Linked DNA regions of Mus musculus: all the other regions are linked to region 1. Evidence: chromatin contacts called from public ChIA-PET and HiChIP or PLAC-seq data. All regions are on one chromosome and are shown on one strand. Each heading gives the region's core, a stretch centred on a gene start, on an enhancer-like site or on the middle of the called end of the contact. The rest is flanking DNA. Distances are from core to core; before and after follow the strand shown.

Region 1 (4,326 bases), core at 1,478-3,977:
TCAGTTTTCTTGCAGCAGCCTGAAGTGATTTGATCAAGCCAAGGCTGTTGCCGCTGTGGGCTGATAAAAATGAGGCTGGAAAAGAGACCTGGGATTGTGGGAGAGTTCACCCGGGCAGGTGCCCAGCAGCGTCTACTTCCTTGAGGAGTAGAAGCACTGTGAATAGAAACAGGAAGAAGGCATTTTATAGGCACCAAGTAAACTAGACAAGAGTAGTAAACTGGTGGGGGGGGGGCGCAAGATCTGGGGTACAGGATGAATCACTGAGTGTTACTAGAGGAATAACTTGTGAGACTGAACTCCCACCCCACCCCCCAATATGTAACTTTTAAAATTCTCTATAAAAAACATTTACTACTTTTGTAATTTAAAATACAAAGGTGCTTAAAAACCAAATTCATTGCCTTGCTTTTAAACTCAACCATAGCTCATATAATCAGAAAACCTTTTTCTCTTACTCTGGACCTTAGAGATTGCTTGCTAGCAGAGCTTGCTTATTCTGTAGTGTTTCTCTGTGTCAGCTAACTTTCCAGGGCTGTGACTAAAATATTCAAAAGAGAACAACTTAGGAGGACTTCCCTACTGTAGCTTGTGTAATTTCTGGGAGCGATGCTAACAGACATCTTCAGGCAGCAAGGACAGAGTAAAGGACACCACCCAAGTCTTGCTTGGCAGAGCAATGGATATATGGGGCTTATAGGTGTATGCATGAGTGGGTGCTTTCAGAAGCATGAATGGAAGGTCACTTACAGGAACGTGGGTGACACAGAGGCAGCTGCATTATCCCCAAGCCCACCCCAGCATGGGCAAGAGCTGCCTGTACAACCTGCAGGCAGCCCCAGGAAAAGTCTCTCCTCCATAGCAATTGTTACTGCTTGTGTAATATCAGGAGGGGGGGGGGCTTTGGAACACTGTACCTTCCAGGATTCTTTTGAGCATCCCTCCTCCCTCTAAGGAAGAAAGGTTTAAATTCAGAGGAAGTTGCTACACAGCAGGGCTCACAGTTTGAAGAAGGCCATCCACAGCTTTTCCTTCTATTGATTCAGGACCTATGATGAGGCAGAATGTCACAAGGCAGGAGCATGTGCCAGAGGCTACTCATCTCTGGGAGGACAGAAAGCAGAGAGATGGAATCCAGGAAGCAGCCAGGGCAAGATACATCCCCTAAGCGTATACTAGGCCTCATTTCCTACCTTCTGCCATCTTCTGTTGATACTATCAAGTTATTAATGCATCAAAGGATGAACCCATTGATTGGATCGGAGCTTTCAGAATCCAATCAATTTCCCAAAGCCCACTGGCTGATAACCAATGGGCTTTAACAAATGGTCTGGGAAGGACACTTCATGCTCACACCATTGGCTGTGACCCTCAACAGAGGCAGCTACTGCTAGATGCATTTATGTTGCCTTCCTAGTGGTCTGTGAACCTACAAAAGCCATTGCTTCATTTATCTGTGTCCTCCCCATTTATAAGTAGATGTTCAGTTAATGCCCAGGAGCTGAAGACACCTGAAGGAAGCAGAACTAGACCCTTATCAGGAACATTTGGAATTCTTTGTAATGTGCTGATGGCTTTGGTCAGATATAGATATTATGTTTGGGGTCCTACTCCAAAGACACTCCACCTCAGAAAGGTGCCACTTAGCCAAGAGAATTTCATCTTTTACTAATTGGAATAAGACAGGAAAACAATGTGGGCAGATGAATGTTAATAATAGGTCAAACTGGAGGAAATGCCAAGGGGATGGGTAATGAATACCCTGTGTCACTCATGAGAGTCAAACCTGCCAGACATGGCACTCATCGGTATTGCAACGCTTGCCTCCGCCTGTGCACACAAGGCCATGTTGGTCTCTTCCTTCTCTCTGCCCAGGTTGCCACCCTGTCCCTGCATCCACACCTCCTCCCACCCTCCAACAGAGCTGTGTTTTCCTTTGTTAGCTCCTCCCACATGAGTTTCAGATAAATTCTAGTCCCTTTGGGAGCATCCACATGACCTAGGTTTTCCTCTATGTACACTTCTGAATTCTGATAAAACTCTAAGAGAGCAACAAACCTGAACAAAAGGAGAAAGAGCAAAACATATTCCAGGAGCCGTTCACACTGACCCACTCCATCTTGTAACAAAACCAAAAGTCCTATGGCAGCAGGGGCAGGCGGAGGGGCAGCAGAGGGGCAGGGGGGAAGGGCAGGGACAGGGACAGGGGCAGGGGCAGGGACGGGGGAGGGGCAGGGGCAGAGTGACTGGGGCTGCTCACTCATAGTGGAATCTCTTGGCAGTGGTATTAGTCTGAAGGAAGCTGGGGCAAGAAGTTAGGCGTTAATTCTGCTAACTCCCCATGTGAACATCTGATCTCTTAGCAACTTTGGCCTTAGTGGGCTGGCTTTGGGCTTTCACCTTTTCTTCCTGTCACCAGCTGTGTAACCAGAAACTGGTTTTGCCTTGGCTAATGTAAACAAAGGCTTAAAACCGGAGCATTTTGAAGAGGGGAAGGAAATGAAGCTTCCTGAAGTTCGAGGCTGCTCACCCAGAGGAAACGGGAATTAAATAAAGTGAAAGGTATTTCTCAGAGAAGCTGCTGTGTCCTTGTCGCCTCAGGCTGGGCCTGCAGAGACTAAAAAGAACTAGGTACATTCTCCCAGGGGCTCCTCTAGCAGAGCTCAGGCACTTATCTAGGCTATGTGGAAGGTCACTGAACCTCCAGAACCACCGTTTGCCTTAATCCCCACTTCTGAAAGCCCGCCCAGGCTAAGCATGGGCTGAAATGTCTGCTACTCCAGGGTAGCCGCCCAAGTACACTCTAGGTCTTCAGTAGACTGGCTTTAGGTGTGTGCCCCAGGGAAATTCTGACTTCATCCCTGGCCCTGCCCTTAGCTCTCTCAGGTTTCTAGGAAGCAGTCCCCTTGGCTGGCTGTGAGATCTCTACAGCAGGCAACATGGTGCTAAGACTTCTTTAATGACCTTACAAATGCAGCCCAGACCTACCTCCTTTCACCTGCTCCCTGTCAGGGGCCATGCCAAGTTCACTGGCTCCCTGAGCCTGTGCTAAGAATAGTTCTGAGGTGAGCCCAAGAGTACTTGCTCATTCTGACCTGGAATACTATATCATCTTCCTAAGAAGTATATTTACTTCTTCTGGGTTTTTTTTTTTTTTCCTAGTAAAGATTAATTTGCCAAAATCATTCTTTGATAGCACACATATATGAACACACACACACACACACACACACATATCCCCTATTCCATTTTAATAAGTCATGTGTATCCTTCCCTATCTATCTATCTATCTATCTATCCATCCATTTATCTATTATGTTTCTTCATATAAACACATATAATCATATAAGTATGCATGGCTATATTCACATGTTTGTATATGTAAGTTGCTCTTCTCTTGCTCTTTTCTCTGCAACATTAACCTCTCTGTCCTCTTCCGTTAGCCTTCTTTCTTCTTATGTGGGCTCTTGAGGGCAGTTGAAGGGATCTATACTTGTGAGGTTTAGATCCTAAACAGTGACCTCTGACCTCACAAAGCTCTCAGCTCAGCAGCCATTTCACCAGCCCCTTGGTCAGCAGCCTTTCCACTTCCCAGGGGACTTGCTGCCATCCTCTAACCCTGTGCCCTGTCCATCCCTACCTAGGGCCACCTTTCATTTGACTGGCTGGGGGACAGCTTTGACCTCAGTCAGCAGGTATAACACCGCAGCGCAGGCTGGGCAGCCTAACTGCCGGGGACTGACTTCACACAGCACTCCAGATCTGAAAATTCATTCCTAATGTGGCTTTCTCACAGCTACCTTAACACCTTGTCCTCAAACAACAGAGTGGAGAGGGCTCTGGTCTCTTCCTCTTCCGGAAAGAGCATACATCTCATCATGGGGTCACATCCTATGACTATAAAATCTAATGAACTCCCCAAGGCTCCACCTCTAGAAACTACTGTATTGTGGATCAAGACATTGACATGTAAACTTGGGGAAACAGAAATGTCCACACAGCTCCTGCTTCAAACTCCTCCACCATCCATCAGGACTGCAGGGTCCTTGGTGGACACAGTAGCCTTCCACACCTCTCCTCCCTTCTAACTAACTCCAGCCATCTGTCCTGCCCGAGCCTCTGCTGGCACCCTTAATCCTATAACGCTTGGTGCTGCTTTCTTTACCAGCCTTTCTGACTCTGTCTACTTGAGCTGTTCCCAGCTTACCTGTCAGTGTCAGTGTACAGGACTCTCAGGGACCGAGCAGTTGCTTATGTTGTCATCTGCCACCACCTGCAGATAAAAAGGTCTGCCTGCCATGCTAGCTCTCTGTCTGTCTGTCTGTC
Region 2 (4,361 bases), core at 555-3,054, 180 kb before region 1:
GTTATTGCACAAAGAAGGTTTTATAAGAGGAAAACAGATAAAAAGATACAAGAGTAACTACACATAGTAAAAAGGGGAAATGTTTGTTTTTGCTTTTTAGGTAATCTGTAAAATAGGTAAGGCCTTTTGAAATTCTAATATTAAAAAATTATTTTTCAGCCGGACATGGTGGCGCATTCGCTGCATACACATACATGCATGTGCACACACAAAATGAGAAAGTATTTTAGAGGTAGATTATAAACATCTCCTTGCCAGTGGTCCTCAACCAGAGACCAGATTAAACACCTAAGAGGCATTTGAAAATACTTAAATGCGTTTGACTGTAACAATAATGGCAGTGATTAAATGACTTTTAGTACACGGGACCCAAGAATTTCAGTATCTTGTAATGCATGGGACAGTTCTGCACAATGAAGATGTGGTACATTCCAGATGCGCAAATACTACAGAGCAGCCCAGACTGAGCTGCAGCGTCTACTGAACACACGCCTTCTCTACAAAGGAACAGGAGGAAACAGGTTAGAAGACCAGCCCTTCTACAGACTCTTCGGCTCTCAAACAGTAATCAACGAGCAGCCAAATCAAGGCTTGATATCTAACTTTGATATAAAACAAGGCTGAAATCTAATCAACTTCAATTTACCAGTTCTAATGCAGCTCATTTATTTAACCTAACAAGGACCTAACATAGATGATGTAATGCTTATGTACAACTTCTAGAAGTCAAGGAACTCTGTAATTGTTCTTATCTGGACCCCACATTACTGAATTAATTCAGTCTGTGCTATAAACTGGAAAGAGAAATTCCAAGGCAAAATGAGGACTGAAAACTTCCTCTACTTTTACACTGACTACTTTTAAACTTACGGTTACATTTCCTCACCTGGCCTCTAAAACTTGGTGAGGAAATGAAGTGGGCTGGGAGGGCTGACAAGGCCTCGAGGGTGAGAAGTTACACTGTGGGCACTGCTGAAAATGTGCTCCCATTGCACATGGAGGTGGGGCAAAACATAAGCATGTCATATGCCAAGAAGAAAATAAACCCAGAGAACTCAGACAGCCTTAGAGAATCAAGATATTTTCTTTTGATTTCTACCTGCCTCTGGTCTGTCATTTTTAATGCGGAATTCCATATGGCAGCTTTTCAAATACCATCAATTCAAAACAGAAATGTGAAGCACTGCAGACCACACATAAAAATATTTCAACTTTCCAAGTTAACTTCTTTACAACTTTATCTTACCTTGGCAGCCTGAGGAGTACATGCAATGTGCACGGTGCTAGGCTTCACCCCATTTGCCTTAGGTCTTTTAAACAAAGCAAACCTACTTTTCCTCCTTCCTCTATCACCGTTTGGGAGAGATCCATTATATCTGATAAGAAAGGAAAAAAAAAGTTTAGCTGGTCTCTTGTAAGGATCACACTACTATGAAGCAAAGTTATTGTTTGCCTCCACGTACATTCAATCCTTGATGACCGCAGATTCCTTCTAGCAACTGCTCATCTCCAGAACAGCTGCATGGGTCTGAATCAAAATGAGGATCTGTCTGGCTATGTTTTGAACCACATAGAAGTATTGTACACAGCTTTAAGTTATCTATATAAGCAAGAACTGAGTAACAGAAATATTGTGATATATTTTAAGGTATATTTTTTTGCAGCAGTAATTGAAACAGATTCTCCTTTAATTGTGAACCCAACACCATAATGCTCAACTTCTGAAACAAGCAGTGTCTGGCCTTGTAAAGTCCTAACTACCTGAATAGAGCACTGGTGTGTTGTCAGCTCCTATCCAACTGAGTTTTATTCCAACTATGTTACATCTACATCTGCTGCTTCACTCTTCCAATCATTTCTCTAGAGCACATGTTAATCTCATGGCAAGCAAGTAAGACATATAAAACAAGTGCGGAAAAGTGAAAACAAACTTAAACATCTGGGCATGTATCACACACCCAGGAAGCACTGAACTCTACGTCAATTAACCCTACACTCAAAAGCAAAAACAAACAAAACCTGCTAGGTTAAACAGGCATACAGCAATTAGTTTTCTCAAGTCCCAGAATGACACTGGCAAACCAGAATATGAATCCATGTATGACTGCTACATATGACATAAGCTGAGTCACCTGGGAGGAGGGTGTCTCAGGGAAGAACTGCCTCCATCAGACTGACTGTGTAGAGGCATTTGAGGGAAATGGAGTATAGTCTGTTGTGGGTGTTCAGAAGACAGTATGAGCGGCATTAATTATTGATTATTGATACAGCAGGGTCCAGCCCAGTACAGGTGGTACTACCCATGGGCAAGTGGTCCTAGGTTATGTAAGAAAGCAAGCTGAGCAAGCCAGTAAGTAGCATTCCTCCACAGTCTCTGCTACAGTTCCTGCTTTGAGCTCCTTCCCTGGCTTCCTGTGATAATGGACTATAAAGTATAAGTGGAACAAACCCTTTCTGCCACAAGTCAGTTTGGCCAGTATATGACTACAGCAATAGAAAATTAAGTAGAACACCATGTCCTTGGGGCTGTATGTGTGCCATTCCTACTGCTCCCTTGAGACGTAAGCAGCAATTCAACAATAATACTCCTTGTTCACTGTTTCTTCACCCTAATGAAAATCTTTACCCTCTCAAATATAGCTGCTCTATCTGAGCAGAAATGAAGTAGAAAATAGGGAAGGATTTGAGGATGATGGAGGTGATTACAAAATGGCCTGAAATAGTAATTAACAAGGAAAAAGAATCATATTTCAAAGCTGAGGAGTTCATTCAGTGACTGCCATATGTAAAAATTACATAAATTTGAGCAATGCTTACCATGCGCCAGGCTGAGTCTGGTCCTCAGCACCGTAAATGCAGGGAGAGATGGAGGGAGACAGCGAGGATGAACTATGTGCTCAGATAGAGTCTTGCTATCAGGTTCTGTAAGGGGGGGCTCTCCTGGCTAAGACACTGTTTTAGCTCATACATTGTCACCAGACCTACTGTAGGTTCGTTACTGCCCTCACATTGTCTTCTGAAGGGCCTCAACTAATTCCTCTTCCGAATGCCTCTCGACCACCTTGTCCAGTTCACTTCTAGAATCATATTTGTATTTTAAGCTACCAAGAAAATACAAAGGTGATTACTACTGCTAACGCTTAGCTGATTATTATTATTGTTATTATTATTATTTTTTTGTTTTGTTTTGTTTTCCGAGACAGGGTTTCTCTGTGTAGCCCTGGCTGGCCTGGAACTCAGAAATCCACCTGCGTCTGCCTCCCAACTGCTGGGATTAAAGGCGTGCGGCACCATGCCCGGCAGCTGATAAATTTCTAAATTTAAGACAGCTTAAATTGTATTTTAAATTTTAAATCACCCTTTTTAATAGTTCACAAGTTTTCTAGCAAAATAATTTAATCCTTAATACTTTTTCTTAAAAAGCTGTTTATCATTTAACATTATTAAAAATCTATGTAGCCCTAAATTTGCAATACTGTGTTATGTGTGTGTATTTTTTTTCTTTTTTACATACATACACATACATACATACATACATACATACATACATACAGTTTATGCTGTGGGTACAGGTATGTGCTGTCTGTCATATCCAACCTAAGTTTGGCCGAGTTTGGCCAGTATGGTAACTTGGTCCCAGGAATACCACTAGTACTGAGGGAGAAACATTGGAGCCTAGGAGGTATGGCCTCCAGTCAAGAGTCATAAACAGGAATTGCTGAGGTGGCTCACTGCTAAGAGCACTCGTTCCTTTTCCAGAGACCCTAGGTTCTTCCCATCGCTCACATGGTGGCTCACCAACTGCTGTAATTCCAGTCCCAAGGAATCCAAAGCTGCCTTTTGGCCTCTCTGGGCATCAGGCATATATGCAGGCAAAATACCCAGACACATGAAGTTAAATTTTAAAAAAGGTCATAAATAAACAAGAAGCTATAATAGTCTGACTCTCAAAAGCATAACTAAGTCTAGAGAGCCAAACATTTAGTCAAAAAATAAGTACCAAGTGGACAGGAGATTCCATAATTTTCAGTTTCTAGACTTCTTAGCTAACAGACTGCATCTATGTTTTACAATTCCAGGTTTAGGTTAAAGTAACTGAAGAAATGCAATTTCCTCTTCTTCACTCTTCAGTTGCTTTTTTAAATGAACGAGGTGACTGTTGAAGTAAACAGATGTGTTGTGCTTCAGAGTCAGTTTACTGCTCCCTCAGGGCTATACAAGTCTGCTTATCAAGAAGTATAAACAAAGCTGGTCCTTATGCACAAATTAACACTTTCTCAGAAGGCAATAGAACAAATATACACTAAGGCACATAAAATTACCTGAAGCAGGAAAGGGAAAGGGTCTTTTGGTAGTTGGCC
Region 3 (3,883 bases), core at 122-2,621, 210 kb before region 1:
ACACACAAAACCAGCCAGGTCAACAATGGAGATTAGCCATCACAGATCCTCTTTCAAAGTACATAAACGAACTGATACAGTCCTTGTAGTTTTGTCATCATTTGGGACTTTCTGGTGTCATTTGAAATGTTAACATATCAAGGAAAGCTCAGACTTGAAAACTCAAGAAATCACCAGTGATTGTCATGAGATACTTAAAAATCACTACAAATGCCTGAGTTCACTTCTTGCCATGTCAGCTTTGCTCAAAATGAAAGAAATGAAAGAATATGGTTCAGCAATTAGAGAACCTTAAAACAGTGGGTGGTCTACTGCAAAGCACATAGGAACCATTCAGACTTTACTCCTGCAAAGACAGCTGATCACCGTGATGACCAATGTCTACTTGATCTGACCTGGTTATCTTAAGATGCTGCCTTATAGACAACTAGTTGTCACCCAGCCAAGTTCCTTGCCCAGAGAGCACACTATCCCCACAATTGCTTCACGCAGAGATTAGCATGTCTGAACAGAGAAATAAAATGCTAGCCATTAGTCTTATGAGTGTGTGTGTGTGTGTGTTTCAAAAAAAACATTGTTTTTGGGTAGGGATAGAACTCGGAGGTGAAGTTTTGGCATACACAAGGCCCTGGCTTCAATTCCCAGCACAATAAAGTAATCTTTATCTGTTTCCCTTTTCCTCTGCTTGAAATTAGTTCCAGTCCAGAGTACGTACTGCTGTCCACTGTGTGCCAGGCTAGGAATATGGTGGCAAAAGGCCAAGCAGAGGCTCTCAGAAGGTTGCTTCCCATGAAGGGAAGTAAGAGCTGACAAAGGCATAAACCAATAAAGCAATGCAGTTACAGTAACTAAGGGCTGTAGGGGAGGTGACCTGGGACAATGGCAGACATCTGAGGAAACATGCAAAGAGCTTGTCATAGAAATGAGTGCCATGGTTGACAGGAAGACTGCAGTATGGCTGCAGCAGAGTAAGGCGGGCAGGCTTGGAGGGTGACAGGGAGATGAGGAAATGAGGCAGAGTCACATCAAAGGAAGATGCAGGATGCAAAGTAGGGAAACTGCAGAGTGCCAGACAGACACTTTGTATATTGTAGGCTACTTTGTATATTGTAGGTCAGACAGGGAAGTAGGAGGTACTGGGTCAGAGATCCAGGTGATAGATAGGTAGAGTGCCTAGGGTTGTCGTGGCAAGGTTAATGTGGGCCCACAGTGGCTTTGTGAAATTAGAAAGGGCCCTTTAGCAACACTGACAGCTGATAGGTGGGATGTGGAGCCAAGAGCAACGGAGCATGACTCGTTTGAACCAGAGTAGATGGGTAGAGAGAGATGGATGGTGGCAACATTCTGATCAGGCTCACGTGGAGTCCACTGACGTTTGCACTCAAGGTGGATGTGACTGTACCTGACACCTAAGCAGCAGTTGTGGTATTGATGCTGGCTTCCCTTCTGCTGGCTCTGGGGATGTGCTGATACACAGAGATAATATGTGTGACATAGTAGGCCAATGTATTTGCCTTCCCATAAGCTCCTGTCCCCATGGTTCGCTAACTCCGTGAGTACAGAGAAAGCCAGCCAAGTGATGAGTCTTTTATTTCAGGGGAAGACAAAAGCTTGAAATCAAGTGATTTCGATCAACAAAAAACAGCCTGTTGAAACAAAATATACTCTTATGTCCCAGCAAGGCTGAACCTGAAGGATTTCCCCTGATCATAGGTAGAGCCACGCCAAACACAAGAAGCAACGATGCCTGTACCAATTCCCCATGGCGGGAAAGAGGCATAAATGTTTGAGTAACAGGCAGGGAGTTGGAAGATTAAAAGTGAACACAGAATTAACCCAGATTTGGGGGTGGAGGCTTGATACTGTTGTAACCCCTGAATTACTGATACTAGAGAGACTTCAGTGTTGTACAGACAGTACAGTTTGCCTCTGCGTTCCCTGCCAGAGGCTCCCCCTCTCCCCCGCCCAGGCAAGCAGGATTTGCAGACAGCTGGTTTCTGTGCTGCATCCTCCTGCAGCAGCCTGGGGCTCCCTCCCCCTCCTAGCGTTAGAATGGCACGACCCATAATGAGGACATTCTGAGACCTTCTCCCCGCCTCTGTGTCTCCAAAAACCAACACTCCTGCTGATAAGAACTCCAGGTGCCTGTCCTAGACCTTAGAGAAATAACAAGCTCAAGGGAGACCATGGCAAAAAAGCTAAACAGAGGTCAGATCACAGTTATGACTGGCCATAAAAAAAAAGTCCTTGAACAGACACCCATTAACCCCCCACCCCTGCTTCCGTACTATTCCACCCTCTACTCCCCTTTTCTGTGAATAGTCACACTATTCCTAACTATACTGTATATAAACCCAATGTTTTCTGGACTCAGGTTCGCTTGCCAGCATTCATGCGGTGAGTGCGGGGAGGTGAACAGAGATTGAACTTGAAACAGCCAGTTGCAGCGGACTTTGCAATTCTTGGGCTTATCTGGGTTTCAGGTGGACTCAGGGCACAACAATATGAGGAGGTGTCAACCCTCTCTCCCCGATCCCCACCCTCCAGTAGTAGGCAATTATGGATCAATGAAACTCTGAGAATTATCAAGCAAAGCTTTGTACCATGTTTCCAGATCCTGGGGCCCATGCTTGCTCTGAGGTCCAGAGGGTTAACGATGGAGTCAGACAGGATACACGGGAGGAAAGTATGCAAGGCTCATCTTCTACTATGGAAAGCTGTAATTATGGCTGAAGCAGGAAGTAACTGAATCCATGTAGGTCAAAAAAGTACAGAGAGAATAATTTCCTCAGCAAAATCAGTGAGAGAGACATTTTGAAAAGGAAAAAAGGAATGGTTTTTTTCTTTCTTTTTCCTTTTTTTTTGTTTTTTTGTTTTGTTTTGTTTTGTTTTTTTGAGACAGAGTTTCTCTGTGTAGCCCTGGCTGTCCTGGAACTCACTCTGTAGACCAGGCTGGCCTCGAATTCAGAAATCCGCCTGCCTCTGCCTCCCAAGTGCTGGGATTAAAGGCTTGAGCCACCAACTTCTTAAGAAGCTAAGGTCTTTAATTGGCAAGATCAAATATTTCCAACTGCACCAGGAATGGGGCTTTCGAGAAGGAAGGAAATCTTACAGCAATAAGGCCAGTCATCTATCTATCTATCTATCTATCTATCTATCTATCTATCTATCTATCAATTAATCATCTACTTATTTATTATCTATTTATCATCTATCTATTTACCTTCTGTCTTTGATGATTTTGGGGGGGCTATATTTCAATCCTGCTGTATTAGTACGGCCTGCATTATTAGCAAGTGAAGAGAATTCAACCTGAAGTTCCTGTGCTTGTAGCAGGGAGAGAGAAAAAGGGTGAGAGAAGGTAGATTCTGTCCTAGCCATTGCCTGGAGAAAGGCAATATTGGGCAGAGCATGCAGAAAGACAGACAGACTTGTCACTGTTCACTCTCTGTGTCTTTTGTTCTAGATACATGCACAAACTATCCAAAAAGCTAAAGACAGAAAATAAATCTGTGCAATAAAAATAGACTCGTGCCTAGCAATCGGCATCTGCTCCTTTACAAGGAACATTACATTCTTCTCGCTCTAGAGTCTTTGTCACTTCTCCACAGTGGGCCACGTGGTCATCCCTTTCCCGTGTGTTGACAAGGGTTCTGTAAACTGCTTCTCCTCTGCAGCTAAGCATGACCCATCCACACTCAGTATTCTAATACAACTCCATACATCCTTCTGTAAGGGAAAACCATCCTGCTGGCCCTTGACCACTGCAGTGGAGGAAGGTGTGGGAGGGACTGAAAGGGGGTGCTTGCTCCCACTCTGGTCATGCGCACCCCTTTGACATCACAGAGTAATGAGGAGGTAGAGGAAAGAACTTGGGCCTGGG

The links. ChIA-PET counts read pairs in DNA pulled down with a chosen protein or histone mark. HiChIP or PLAC-seq counts read pairs in DNA pulled down with a chosen protein or histone mark.
Region 2: a contact with region 1 is called in an RNA polymerase II ChIA-PET map of memory CD8 T cells, with 8 read pairs. The contact joins two enhancer-like sites. A contact is called at or near these places in 1 of 484 Hi-C or Micro-C datasets (bone marrow-derived macrophages), 2 of 115 datasets of contacts at active chromatin or transcription factors (memory CD8 T cells and pancreatic cancer cells) and 3 of 9 other capture datasets (embryonic stem cells, liver and macrophages).
Region 3: a contact with region 1 is called in an H3K27ac HiChIP or PLAC-seq map of epiblast stem cells, with 4 times the contacts expected there. The contact joins two enhancer-like sites. A contact is called at or near these places in 2 of 484 Hi-C or Micro-C datasets (bone marrow-derived macrophages and liver), 3 of 115 datasets of contacts at active chromatin or transcription factors (embryonic stem cells, epiblast stem cells and memory CD8 T cells) and 2 of 9 other capture datasets (embryonic stem cells and macrophages).

Annotation. Positions count from the first base shown.
Region 1 is chr11:20,956,557-20,960,882 of GRCm38.p6, reverse strand. All of the region lies in intron 6 of Gm32293 (a long non-coding RNA gene), which reads right to left. Among named protein-coding and RNA genes, the nearest start is that of Gm46273, 41 kb to the right of the region's middle. Within about 2 kb of position 2,727, at least 72 of the 459 cell types and tissues checked have an H3K27ac peak or open chromatin away from gene starts, as enhancers often do. A contact at or near this core is called in epiblast stem cells and memory CD8 T cells, where this site is marked.
Region 2 is chr11:21,137,579-21,141,939 of GRCm38.p6, reverse strand. Peli1 (pellino 1) reads right to left here. Exons shown (of 7, transcript NM_023324.2): 3 at 1,247-1,376. Among named protein-coding and RNA genes, the nearest start is that of Peli1, 48 kb to the right of the region's middle. Within about 2 kb of position 1,804, at least 18 of the 459 cell types and tissues checked have an H3K27ac peak or open chromatin away from gene starts, as enhancers often do. A contact at or near this core is called in memory CD8 T cells, where this site is marked.
Region 3 is chr11:21,161,994-21,165,876 of GRCm38.p6, reverse strand. No RefSeq gene overlaps it. Among named protein-coding and RNA genes, the nearest start is that of Peli1, 73 kb to the right of the region's middle. Within about 2 kb of position 1,371, at least 55 of the 459 cell types and tissues checked have an H3K27ac peak or open chromatin away from gene starts, as enhancers often do. A contact at or near this core is called in epiblast stem cells and memory CD8 T cells, where this site is marked.